Linked DNA regions of Mus musculus: region 1 is linked to region 2. The links are chromatin contacts, called in public HiChIP or PLAC-seq maps. All regions are on one chromosome and are shown on one strand. Each heading gives the region's core, a stretch centred on a gene start, on an enhancer-like site or on the middle of the called end of the contact. The rest is flanking DNA. Distances are from core to core; before and after follow the strand shown. Region 1 overlaps Ampd3 (adenosine monophosphate deaminase 3). Region 2 holds the start of Mrvi1 (MRV integration site 1).

Region 1 (6,694 bases), core at 322-2,821, 170 kb after region 2:
TGAAGAAATCTGCTTTAAAATAAAATCCACTTTGTTAGTGACTCTTTTTCAAACATTTAAAATATGTGAAGCCTAAAACAGTAGGAGGAGGCAGGGGAGTCGGGGGTGGGGTGTGACTGGATCAGGAGCTTGGCTCGAGTCCTGTGTGTCCTGAAGCACATTTCACTCCCTGAGGAGTCCCTGGTCTGACTCCCAGGGGAGGTGGTGACACTACAGTCACAGGACATCAGAGCCAGAAGGAGCAGAGGCCCTGTGCTTTTCAGAGGTCTTCATTTAAAAACAAAAAGTGAAGAGCAGCCCCATAACCTCGCCTTGTACCTTCCGCAGCCCAGGAGTGGACCATGAGATGGATTCACAGAATATGGTTTGAGATGACTCGTTGAGTCCTAGATAATAACATAGAACAGAAGTGATGACCTCAGAGGGTGCATTGGGCTTCCTAACCAGACAGGAAGGAGGGGTGCTAAGAGGGAAAGAAACTCATTTTTTAAAATGCACAAATCATCAACAGGAGAGCGTTTGTATTTTCTCTCAAGGTAGCCCCTTTATGAAAAGGAGCTTTGGTGGGGGTTTAAGGCAGGCAGCCAGCCAGATGCCAAAATGAGAACCACTACAGGGCCTGCTGAGTGTGGCAGACACCACACAGGCCTTGTGTCCTTTGGCATTAGGCCTTGCAAAGTCTCAGCCCCAGCCATATTAGCACTGGCAATCACGGGAGACGTGGACAGTCAGGGACAGGTGTACACAGTGCCAGCTCCCAGATCCCCACGGGAGGGAGCCAGCCTCTGGCTCAGAAATGCTAACGAAGTGAGCATGTTCGTAAAGTGCAACCAAAATTGGGAGCTTGAGATTTCTTCAGAGGCGTCCTCATCACAGACGGAAGCCCTAGTTTGAGATCTTGGCCACCATTACCCCCAGCAGACCTGACATTAAACCAAATAGTGAAGTGTGTGTGGACCGCTGGGCCTATTTGGTCAGGGCTGTGATCTCCTCGGACTTCATGGCATCGGACAGAAAGCTGAGCTCATTACACAGGGTCTCGTAGCGGAATGCCATCCGGATCTGTGCAACATTTGTCTTTCGAATGTCATTGCCCTCTGGTCCTTCCTTGTAATAATTCTGACCCAGAAACTTCTGCTTCTCCTGTGGGCCATGAGAAAGACAAGTGAAACCAGATTAACCTCTAGGTCTGCAGGGCAGCTTTGATAGGGGCTCCAGCACACAGACTAGTGTCTCTAGAGCCAATCCTTCAATGGGACATCTTCCTCCCATGGGACTCCAAATCTCCCTGGACCTCCGTGTGACGCTGACCACTCAGTCATTCTCTCTATTGTCGTGGAAGAGAAGTATGAAGTTGATGGGCCTACACTGGGTGAGGTAAAAGACTAAGACCAGGAACCCATCCTGAGAGGTGACATGGCAGGCAGTCATGTTCCTGGAGAGGCTGGATCCCAGAACGACTCAAAACACTTAGGCCTTTAACTGTCACCTTCCCCAGGACCATGTAAGGATGTCTCTTCTTGTTAAATGGCATCCCCTGGGCAGATGCCCAGATTCTCAGTGTTGGTTCCACATCCGATTCTTAAAGGAGCCATGGAAAAAGGCTCTGTGCCTGCTCTGTGCCAGCTCTGTATTAGGGCCTGGGAACACAGGGGCAAGCTTCTGCACTCAACTCCCTTTCAAAAGGGAAACTGGGACGCACAGTGTCTGCAGTGATGCGTACTGTGAGAAAAATAGATTAAGGAGAAAGAGGGCAGCTAGGGACGACCTCGCTCAGGGCAGGTCTGAGATAGATGAGGGGCAGTCATGGTGACCTCACAAGGTTTCCCATGGAGCCAGAGTGTCAGTGCTCCTGAGACCTGGCTTGTTCAGTTTGTCACCCATCCCGGTGACGGGGAAGGCACACTGTGTACAACATTCTGTGTGCTCGAACACTGAAGGGTGGAGGTTACAGCCAGCCCATCACATACCTGATGTGAGAGGCCACTCTGCAGCACACTGTTCCTGGCGATCTCACACAGGTCGCAGGTACTCAGCTTCCACACTTGTGCCGCAATGGCGTACTCCTCCATGAGCGCTTCCTAGCCCCGGCCAGAGAGCACAGTCGGGTGAGAAACATAGGTCAGCCTTGCATCACAAAAAGTACTCACTCTCCAGGGCTTTCCTCAACTCCCTAGCACCTAGATCCGCCAACTCCAGACTCCTGAGACCTGTCTGTGTGCAAGTGTGGGTCACCAAATGGAGATAAAGCAGGCAGGCTTCTGGATTTGCCTGCTCACCAGCACTGAGGGCCTACAATGTCGGGAAGCTGGGGCCTGCTCTCCTGTGACTGTCCTATTAAGAGGGAGCCTCCTTAGGTAAATGCGGGAACATTCATGCAAACAGAACAAAACAAGGATCTGGGAGAGGGACAGCTCCCAAGGCAGCAGCCTCCAACACTGACCAGCAGAGTAAAAAGTAACATCAAGTAGCAAGACCTGTCTGGAGATGATGCAGTCAGTCCCTAAGGGGCCGGGTTAGCTGTGGCCCTGCTTTTTCTTCTGGCAGGAACTACCTGCTGCCCAGCACCAGCCCTCCCTTTACTGTTGCCTCCAGTGGGTCTAAAAGTGAGGTTTGAAGACTGCTGGGACCCAGAATCTGTTTACCAGCTCCACATGACAGCTCTGCAGCTGTTGTGAGGCAGGACTCTTTCGCATGCTTTCCAGCAAATTGAATGCAGAGGCGGGGATGGGAACCCAGCTGTCTTCTATTAAATAAGACACTGAAGCAAACTGCAGAACGGTACCACTCCTCTTGGGATTTTTGTTTTGGGGAAATAGTTATTTTCATAACATTTTTTGCTATTTATATAATACTTAATGATTCTATTACTATTTTGGGGTGGGTGGAGGGTGTGTGTGTGTGTGTGTGAGAGAGAGAGAGAGAGAGAGAGAGAGAGAGAGTGTGTGTGTTGTGTGTGTTGCTGTCATTGTTGGTTTTAGTCTCTTGGTTATTTTTGTTTTGTTTTGATGCAGGGTTTCATCTGTAGCCCAGGCTGGCTCCCAGCTCCAGGTCTCAGTGCCTCAGCTCCCTAGTGCAGGAATCTAGGCATCAAACGGATACATTACTATTGTTAAAGGTGAAAGAGCTATACACTCAGAAAAGAAACCAGAGTATTACTGTTTTTAAATGAGTTTGTAAATATTTTTAAAAGCATCTCTAGGTTCTCACAACAATAAAAAGCAACAGACACAACTAAGATGGGAGGCAGCTCTTCAAAGGCTTCCATTCTGGGTGTAAAAGGTCCAGACACCGTAAGCCTGACACCTATTGCTTGCTAGTCAGTGGCTTGATCCCATCAACACCAGTAGAATGTTCTGGAAGCAGTTATATCTGTTCCCTGTGCATGATATCTCCTTTCCCTTCTCTCTTCCCAGAGACACAAAGCATAGTCATAAAAATCCGATTAACAAAGCCAGGTGTGGTGGCCATGCCCTAATCACAGCACCGCAGAGGCAGGCAGATCTCTGCGGCATCAGGGCCAGCTTTGTCTACAGAGTGAAACACACCAGAACCCCAATGGATCAAACACTATAATTTTTTTGCTTCAATTTTTGGATGAATGGTGTATAATATATTGGACCTATTAGACTCTAGTTCATCAGCTTAAGGAGGGCATGGTTTTATGCCCACTTTACATAAAATACAATAAGACAATACAATAGAGTTCTGCTAACTCTTCCACAATCACAGAGATGCATCAATACAAGGTAGACGGCGAGAAAGACCGACTTCCCTCACCAGAGGAGCACCCCTCGTCTTCACCAAGCCACACTACCCCAAAACAGAACAAGTGAGCTATGGGCTTGCATCCTCACGGGGGGGGGGGGTGGTGAACCAGCACCGATGCCTGCTGGGACACAGCTGCATCTCCACAGCCTCACCTTTGTGTAGTGAAACTGCATGGGGTCATCGGTAGAGAGAGAGACATGTAGTCCCTTGTGCAGGAATTCCCGGAGGGGGTTCTTGGAATATTCCAGAAACAGGCTGTTGTTGCTGAGAGGAGACATGGCAATAGGGATCTGAGCAAGGTAGTAGAGGTACTGCAAAACAGGGCTCTGCAAAAGAACCGACAGACACTCGTGTGACGTGTGCCAGGGTGCGGTGGGGCGGTTCATGCCAACAGAATCCAGAGGCTGAGATGTCTGGACAGGCCACCACGCCCAAGAAAGCTGAGATGTCCAGACCCACCTTCTTCTACTGCCTGCATTCCACTCATTGCTTGGGACACATGGGCCTCTTGCCCACTCTTTGTACTCCCTCTTGGCCTCAGACCGCAGGGTACAGTGCTGGGCAAGAGGCCACCCCTTACACCTCCACAGGCCCCCTGAAGTGGGCAGGCCGGGAGAACCCCTATATGCTTGAGAAACGTTCAAGTTAAAACTTCCATTGGTTTGAATATTAAATCTCCTTCATAGTCTTGGGTGCTTGTGTGTTTGATTTCCAGCCGGGAGCACTGTTTTGGAATGTTATGGAACGTTTAGAAAATAGAACCTCCCTAGAAGTGAGTCACTGATTGTGGGCCTTGAAGTTTTATCATTTCTAGGATCCCCTTCCTAACCATTTCCCACTTCCTGACTGGAAATGCAATGTCACCAGGCAGCATCCCTGCCACGGTAGGCTGTATCCTTCCAAGCGTGAGTCAAAATCAGCCCTTTCTCCTTTAAGATGCTTCTTGTTAGGTGCAGACACAGCATTGAGCAGAGGAACTACCAGAGAGCTGGACACAGTCTAGCCCCCGAGAGCCAGATCCTGAGGGAAGGGAAGGAGCGGGCTTCGTGCTATGGTAGTCTTGTGTCCCATACAAATGTGACCAGAGAGAGCACATGTCAGGACCAGAGGCAAGGCGATATTTTGGAAGTGACCCAATATGTAGGAAGGCTGAGTACCCAGGTTCACAGTGACATCACCTACAGGAAGCAAAAGCTAGATGGCCAATGTGTCTGCCACTGGGGACTGGGAGTCACCCAGTGGTGAATTCTTTGTCCCAAAGGCCTTAAAATGAGAGCATAGGAATGTTGCAGCCCAGAGCAAGGGTTACTAGTCAAGGAAGGATTCCAAATTCTGTGCTTATTATTATGCTAAAATTATGCTGTAGGTGACAGAGAGCTGCAGGACTGCCTCAGTGTGTTTTTCTGCAGTGCTTTTATGGAGGACCTGAGTTCAGTTTGAGGCAGTTCACAATGACCTGTAACTGCAGCTCTAGGATCCGACAGCCTCTGCAGGCACCTGCCTTGCTCATGCACAGACCTACACACACACACACACACACACACACACACACACACACACACACACCAGCATGCATGCACAAACACAAAAATAAAAATTAGCCTTTCAAAAGGAAAGGAAAAGGGAACTAGAAATACTAAACGGCTGCTAATGCTGTTTCTGTAAAGAAAGTAAGATTATTTTTTAGTTTTTTTTTTCATCTAAAATGTAATGTTTGGTTATTTTATGGTTAAAAGTGAGCCAAATTGTTTTTGTTGGTTTTCCTGCTTTAGTTTAGTTTTTTGAGGGGCTGAGGGTTGGGGGGAAGATGAGAACATGAATTGGGTAGTGGGTATGGAGTTGAAAGAGGGAAAGAATATGATCAAAATATGTGAAAGTATTTAAATAAAAATTGAAGTGAAGCCAAGAAGACTACAGTGGCACAGCCCTCTCCAGGGGCCATGGCCCTCGAGGAGCACTGACCAGAGCTCTGAAGAGGGGATGGGGGATGGGAGCCTAGCCCCCACGCATGGCCCACTTACCTTCTTAAGCAGCAGCCCGTGGGAAATGTTGTCTGCCGTCAGGAAGGCAGACACTAGGTGAGTGATGGAGCCGGCCTCCCCACAGTGAGGCCGGAAGAGGAACGTGCTCAGGCCTCGTTCCCTGTCAAAGGGAGGCTCCAGGTCAGGATGCGCCCCTGGCTTACACTGCCCACATCCCTCTGGCATGGTCAGCACAGCTAAACCAGTGCACCCTAGAAGCATCCCCTCCTACAATTCGGAAGCCAAGGGCAGAGGAGACTAGACATAGAGAAGGGTCCTGGCCCTCCTCCATTCCCCACGCCCCCATTTCCTGGCTTTCCAAGACTGTGGCCTCCATCCACCATGAGAAAGCAGGTGGATGGAGGCCCCCTCTTTGCTTTAGAAATGGTCCAGGGGATGACGTGTGTTGAAAGACGCTGAGCAGGTCAGTGACAAAGCCAGAACCAGAAAGCCTGTCTCCCAGAGCTTAGCTCAGGATCACCTCCACCCTGCTCCCAGCCCCTTTTACTCAATCCCATTCTAACCTCCCACATCACAGCCTGGATTAGCTCAGTGCTAGCCAGCGAGAAGGCACACTCCATGGGAAGGTGTATGCAATATTAGACTCTCAGGGAAAGGAATGTAGCTGTGTCCTGTGTCCTATGTCCCAGGTTTCTGGCTCGTGCCAGTATGTGCTTTGTCTGGTTTGTGGAGCCTTTCCATGGGAGACCACCCTAAGACTTATGCAAATTGCATCTGTTTCACTCTGTCTCTCCTGTGTCCAGAGCCGAAGTTTTTCAAAGCACAAGTGCATGTGTACAGACTGCTGCCTAGCAGGAAAGAAGCGTGCGTATGGTCAGCGTGTCCCAGGTCTCTCCTGTCTCCCAGATATAATAGCCCACATGGTCTGCGGTGAGTATGTG
Region 2 (6,629 bases), core at 783-3,282:
CCCCACAACTTAGATACCTTTCCTATGGATAGTGTTTTACTATTATTGACTTTTGTGACAGCTTTTGTATTCTCTCACACACACACACACACACACACACACACACACACACACACACACACACACACACACACGTGAATGTGGGTATACATGAATGGACATAAGTGTCTTTGTATGTATGTAAATACACATCTACATACACTTTTCCCCACCCATGTGGTAGAAGGTGTTCTTTTCAGTATCTCCCCATGTACTAATATATCTCAGAGCAGTGGCTCTCAACCTACCTAATGTTTTGACCCTTTAATACAGTTCCTTATTATGTGGTAAGCCCCCAACCATAAAATTATTTCATTGGTACTTCATAACTGTAATTTTGCTATGTTATAAATCGTAATGTAAATCTATGATATACAGGATGTCTGATATGCAAACCCAGTGGGGTCGTGACCCACAGATTGAGAACCACTGTCTGAACGGCTTTTCCCATCACTACAGCAAGAACTCCCGTCTCCTTTGTTATGGCTGCACCCATCTTCTTTTATGGCCCCCAAGTAGCGGACATTTATACCATTCCTAATCCCTTGCTTTTATAAACAATGCTGCAGCGGGTAATCATGCTCATCTGTCATTTCCCTAGTGTGGGAGTTGTTTATAAAATAAATTCCTAGAAGTAGAACTGGGTCAAAGGGCACAAGCCTTATAACCTTGTCAGCCCTGATGTGTCCTCTTATAGAGTCTGCTCCACTTTGCACAGTCACCAAGTGATGTTTTATAAAATGCTTGTAATTGAAGTGAATTTTAAAAAGTCACTTGGTGACTGCCTTGCGAGTCTGGTGAAAGCTTCAGGCCACCACCAGGAGAAACACAGCCAAGTGCTGGCTCAGAGACTCACCGAGGCCGTACAGGACCCCTTCGGTTAGAGCCATGGTGGAGAGGGTGGTAGGTGGTAAAGAGGAAGGAGTTGTAGATGGAACCACCTCAGCTCATGTCTAGGCCCTGGCACTCAGGCTGCAGAGCATCTGAAGAGCAGATCTATTTCTTTGAGCCTCGATTTCCTTTTCAAAAGAAAGATGTAATGATTCTGTTTGAGAAGACACTTGTGAGATAGACACTTGCTTCCAGGCAAAGTATCAAGTGCACTGTTAGGAATAGAGTGGGTGTTTACTAAGAGGCTTACACACATACAAAAGTGTGCATACACTCACAAGCACGCAAAGCCTTAGGTTCAGTTTTAGCCTCTGGCTCCCAGGAGTTCTTGTAATACCCTTTAGAGCTCTCACACAGGACCAACAAGTGAATCTGCTGTGGAGTTCTCAGGTTTAGCCAGTAAAAATGCCCAGTTTCATTTAACTTCAAATGAGCAACATACAATCTTGTGGTACAATTATGTATTTGGGGGCATCCTTATATGGAAATAATAGCATTTCGTTTGAGATTTAAATTTGAGTATCTGGTTATCTGGCCACCCCTCCCAAGGGCTTCTCTGTTGCTGTCTCTAACTGCAGAAGGGGCTGTGGGGCCCCCATGTGGCTGTGTTAGGGTTGACAGTCTGTGATCCCAGGCTTGGACTATATTGAGGATGAAGACCAAGCGTGGCAGAAGAAAGGCAGCTTTCCCCACCGGAGTTGAGGTAACTCAGGGTTGGAAACTCTTCCGTGCCTTTCTAGTACCTATGAGACCCTAACCCACAGTGTCCTGATTTTTCATTGTTGTCCCACTTCAGAGATGAATAGACTGAGATTTGCTATGTTAAGGCTACAGGATGGTTAAGTGGAGGAGCTGGGGCTGACCCCTGGGGCTGCTGCCAGGCCTGGACTTAGTTAATCCCCCTCACCATGCCCCTGTTCTCTCTAGCAATCCCGAGGGTTTAAGATGGGAGCAGCCTCCGCCTCCAAATCCCTGGGACAGGAAACATTCCCAGCTTCTGCTGGCGGTGAGCCAGGATCTTATCTAGGCTCACATGCTTGCTGGACACTCAGGGGTGGGAGGCTGGTCTGCAGATGTCCCCTTCATACCCCTCTGGCACAGACAGAGTCCAGCATCTTCAACTGCTCCCCGCCCCAAGGCACTGCCATCGGCTATGGGGGTGCCCCTTGCAAAAGCCTGGGGATAGGGGCTACTATTCAGGCCCAACCTTCCTTGAACCCTAGGCTGGCTGGAAGGCTTCTCCTGCTTTCAACCCAGAGCCAGGCTGCAGGGGGCCCTGGTGGAACACTGGTTCCCAGTCCCAGCCCCTCATCCAGCCCCTCTCTGAGGAGGAGGCAGGCAGCTGGGGCTCTGCAGCCAGAGCTTTTCAGCTTGGAGCTCTGGAGCCAGATGTAACATTGACCTTAAATGGTAAAAGCTCCCCAGAGTGAAGAGAGGCTGGCCGGGAGGAAAGGGGAATAACTCAGTTTTAGGTAAGTCATCGCTATTGCCTAGAATAACCTGCCTCTTCAGCCCAAGGGAAGCAGAGAGGCGTCTTCTCCTCCTTAAAGGTACAGGGCGCTGGGATGGGGGCACTTAACTTTAAGTTGCATGGGAGGTGGCCTGGTTGGGTGATATTTTAGCCGAGTCTTTTTATTGTTGCTGTCTTAAGTTTTAAATAAGAAGTGAAACTCACGATCCTCACTAAATCCTGCCCCTTCTACTTGCTGTTGGAAAGCACGCACAGTTTGGGGTAAAGATGTGACTGCTCACTAAGCCCCTTACTCCTGGCTCTCCTGCAGGATCCTTTGTGACAGTAGAGAAATGCCCGGTGCTGTGCAAAGCAGACAGGCTGGCCTTTCTTCCCTGGGGCTTCCCGTGTCTCTCCTTTGTTCCCTCTCAAGTCTTGCGTGTGAACCCGTTTGTCCAGCCATCTTCACCATTGACTCTGTCCATTTCTATGCTTTATCTTCCTGACCTGTGCTCTGGTCACATCTCTCTTTTTGTATCTGTCCCCTGTCCCACCACATCATGTCCCCTTTCACAGATCTCTCTCTCTCTCTGTATATATATGTGTGTGTGTGTGTGTGTGTGTGTGTGTGTGTGTGTGTGTGTGTGAGTGTGTGTGTGTGTGCCTACATCCTAGCTTGCACCTCTCCAGAGGTCCTAGAGTGAGTGGCACTCGGGCCGACTTTCTCAAAGAGAGGGTAGCAGAGCGAGGCTCAGGAAAAGCCCAGCTGCTGGGCTGCTTCCTGCACAGTAAACAGTTGTAAAAGCTGGAGAGGCCTCATAGTCTGCATAAACAGCAGCATGGCCCCAGGACCCCTGGCTGGCGCTCCTGCCTCCACAAGTGACAGCTGCTGCTCTTTAACACTCTTCAGACAGCTCTCGGGTGGCATAGAAAGCAAGGCAGCCCTGAACTTGGCTGAGCTGTATTTTGCCCGGAGAGGGAGAAAGCTGCTAGCGCTGCCAGGCTAGAGCAGGAGTGAGGCAGGCCTTGGGAGGAAGAGTCTCTCTCACAACAAGAGGTGATACACACTAGCGGGGCATGTGCAGTTCCTCATCATCTCAGCACCTTGCCTACGTCACACAAGAAGGGTCAGAGCTAGGATTTGAAAGCATGCCTACACCAGTCCCCACCTGACAACTGTGAGCACCTCCAATAGTGGCCTCTGATTTTCAGCTAAGTGATAATGCAGTTGTCTCTGTTATATTTGGTTCATAATTCAGCGGCATGTATGTGCATGTGTTGGAGATGACTGTCTGTGTTCAAGACCATGTCTTCTTCCATATGTGTGGTGGCATGTCATTTCCATGAACCCTATATGTCCCTCTCAGAAGGAAAACTGTGCCAATTGCCACAACGTGAACAAGACATTGTCCATAAATGTATTTGCTGAGCCACAGAGAAGTCCCACAACTGATGTGACCTCAGTTGGCCATCTCTAGAGGTTCCGCTCTTGACACCTCCCATCCCACACACACCCCTGCTCCATTCACCTCTGTTGGGTCCTGTTTCTGAGAGGATGGTGGTAGAAGCATAGACCCTCATGCTACATCCAGGGCATCATGAAGTGTCACATGACCCCACAGCATTGCTAGGACAGCTTTAGCTGTCCCTTTAGGTGGGACACTTGAAGGTGTTTAGTGCCACAGAGTGACCCAGTATCTTAGGTAGATTAAGAACCAATGATTCCCAGTTCCCAGTAGGTCCCAGGGCTCTTAGTTTGGGGATAAAGCATTCTGGGAGTCTGTGGAGGAAACTGTATTGTTTACATGATGAATGGGTTCTAGCCAGAAGATTGAAGTCTGTAAAAACAGAGTCCACACTGTGTGTCCCAGGCCCCAAATGATGCTGGGAACCTCCTGAGTGTTCAGACTCGATCATTTCTGGATGAATGAACAGATACAACACGTCTAAGATTTGTCTTGGTTAAAAGGACTCGGGTTTACTGAGCGCTTGCTTCTGCTGGCCAGAATCTTGCTGTCTGGCTTAAAAGATGCTGCATGTAGAGGTCCTGTCTATATATCTCTCCCTGCGTTTTCAACCAAGTAGCCCCCCACAGGGCCACTGGGCTAGACAGCCGTCTTCAGTGTGGTTTGACAGTCTGTTTAAGGGTCCAGGTAGAGAGATAATAACTGCCCTTGCACCTTGGGGAGCTGAGCCAGAGCAGGGAGGGAGATGGAGAATTGAGTATAGTAAATGCAAAGGAAAGGAGGAGAAAAGGATGGTAACTGAGTTGCTACTGTGTGCTCAGACCTCGTCCCCATGTGTTCTTCAAGTCAGTGGTTATGTTACAACTCAGACTCAGGATGCTCTATTAGAAGCACACAGATGCTGCTGGTAGTGGTGGGTTCCAGTTCAGGCTGCTTCTCTCTAGGACCAGGCAACTTCTGCAGTCGATGTCACCCTGCCTGTAGCTAGTAACTCAAGTCCCAGGAGTTACCAAGTGCTGCTATCCAAATGGGAAATCAAGGAGAGAGGAAAAGTAGCCATCACACCAGCACTGTGGATTTGGGGCTTCAGGTCTGTCTCACATGATAGACCTTTGAACCTGGCACCTGAGCAGAGGTAACTCCAGCTTGTGACCTTGGACTGTGACCTGGAGCAAACCTTGCCTTCCCTGCCTGGGGTTTCTCTAGGGGAAATAAAAAGCAAGTGGCAGAAAAGCTCCCCCTGCCAGTAACAAATGCAAAGAGGTGGCTAAGACTGGGCTTGGGCATAGGATTGGACCCTTCTACATTCCATCATGGACGGGGGCGGGGGGCTCATGAAGCTCCGCCCCTCCCTGAGACTGTTGGCAGTTAATGGTAATCTGGTGTCATTTTCTTCCTTGGTGTAGACATTAAGTTGCCTATACTCTAGGAAGTAACCCCCTTACCCATGCTTACAGAGGCGACCTTAGTTAACTCAGTGAGTCAAAAAATAAATAAAAATTTAAAACGGCACAGAAGATGAAGACTAATGGAGAAGAGGGGAGCAGGAATTGGGGGTGGGAATAAGGGAGAGTGTTGAAGGTGAACTTGATCATGATGTATTGTGTATGAAATTGTCAAAACAATGTTAAACTCAGCCAAATATCTTTTCAATAACAATTATACTTAATAATATAATTAAAGCTGTTACTGCAAAAGGAACTGGTCTTAATCAGCACTGATTACTTCTTATTTTCCTTTATTTATAATTTTTATTCAGTTATTCACCAGTAGTAAAAGTAGTCTTTGCTCCTACTAAACTTTCTTGGGGGAAATATAGAAATGGGAATAAAAATAAATTCAGAAATAGTTATAAAGAGAAGAAGCACTTCAGAATCTCATCATTCGGAGATAAGTATTGCCACCATTACAGTAGATATCCTATTCATACTTTTATCATGTAAATAGTGACCAGGGCAGACTCTGCTTAGCTCCTGAGATGGTGTCATTGGGCATGTTTTGAGAGCTACATCTACACGCTTCTCTCTGCCCTTCTCCTCTCTGCCCTTTTCTATCTTTTGAGACCAGGTCTTAGGTAGCTCAGACTGGCCTCAAACTCAACAGGTAGCTGAAGATGACTGTGGATTTCTGATCTTATGCCTCTGTACCCACCATTAACTCTCAGTACATGTGTTACAGCTTATCAAACTTAGGGCTTAGTGTGGTCAGGGAGTCATAGTTATTTTTGTCAACTTGACACAAACCTAAGTCTACCTGGGAAGAAGGAATCTCAACTGAGAAATTGCCTCTATTAGATTGGCCCATGGCCATGTCTGTGGGAGCATTTTCTTAATTGATGATTGATGTGGAAGGGCCCAAGTAAGTGAGCCTGGGCTCTATAAGAAAGGCAGCTGAGCAAGCCACAGGAAGCAAGCCAGTAAGCAACATTACTCTGTGGTTTCTACATGGAGGTCTTGCCTTGAGTTCCTGCTTTGGCTATGCTCTCCCCATGTTGCTTTTGTTTGTGGTTTTATCTCAGCAACAGAAGACAAACATGAACACTAAGCAAGCAGCCTACCACCTGAGCTATATATAACCCAGCCCTGTAGAGTCTTTATATTGTTCTATAGTTTTATAAAGCTAAGACCTGAGTTTTTCTTAGTTGCACATCCCACGGTGATCTCCTGTCTGTAGTGTTAATTATTCTTCAAGCACAATGGTTTCGAAATGGATTCACCGTGCAGAGTCATGTTAGTTGTGGACGTTTAATCAGCCTTCCTGTTGGTGGTGTTTGCAATGTGGGC

What was found. HiChIP or PLAC-seq counts read pairs in DNA pulled down with a chosen protein or histone mark.
Region 1: an H3K27ac HiChIP or PLAC-seq map of heart atrium shows a contact between it and region 2, with 7 read pairs. The contact joins the enhancer-like site here to the promoter of Mrvi1 in region 2. A contact is called at or near these places in 21 of 39 promoter capture datasets (the 3T3-L1 cell line, 3T3-L1-derived adipocytes, the C10 cell line and 15 more), 1 of 15 datasets of contacts at CTCF or cohesin (the NIH/3T3 cell line), 11 of 484 Hi-C or Micro-C datasets (the G1E-ER4 cell line, the HL-1 cell line, the N1E-115 cell line and 6 more), 9 of 115 datasets of contacts at active chromatin or transcription factors (the 230-238 cell line, CD8 T cells, DN3 thymocytes and 6 more) and 5 of 9 other capture datasets (adipose tissue, embryonic stem cells, liver and 2 more).

Annotation. Positions count from the first base shown.
Region 1 is chr7:110,805,183-110,811,876 of GRCm38.p6, reverse strand. It overlaps Ampd3 (adenosine monophosphate deaminase 3), which reads right to left. Exons shown (of 15, transcript NM_001276301.1): 12 at 5,793-5,913; 13 at 3,924-4,097; 14 at 1,971-2,081; 15 at 1-1,143. The coding sequence ends at 967. It also overlaps a transcript of Rnf141 not described here. Among named protein-coding and RNA genes, the nearest start is that of Gm39069, 28 kb to the right of the region's middle. Within about 2 kb of position 1,571, at least 34 of the 459 cell types and tissues checked have an H3K27ac peak or open chromatin away from gene starts, as enhancers often do. A contact at or near this core is called in heart atrium, neural stem cells and palatal mesenchyme, where this site is marked.
Region 2 is chr7:110,977,864-110,984,492 of GRCm38.p6, reverse strand. Mrvi1 (MRV integration site 1) reads left to right here and starts at 2,032. Exons shown (of 21, transcript NM_194464.3): 1 at 2,032-2,480.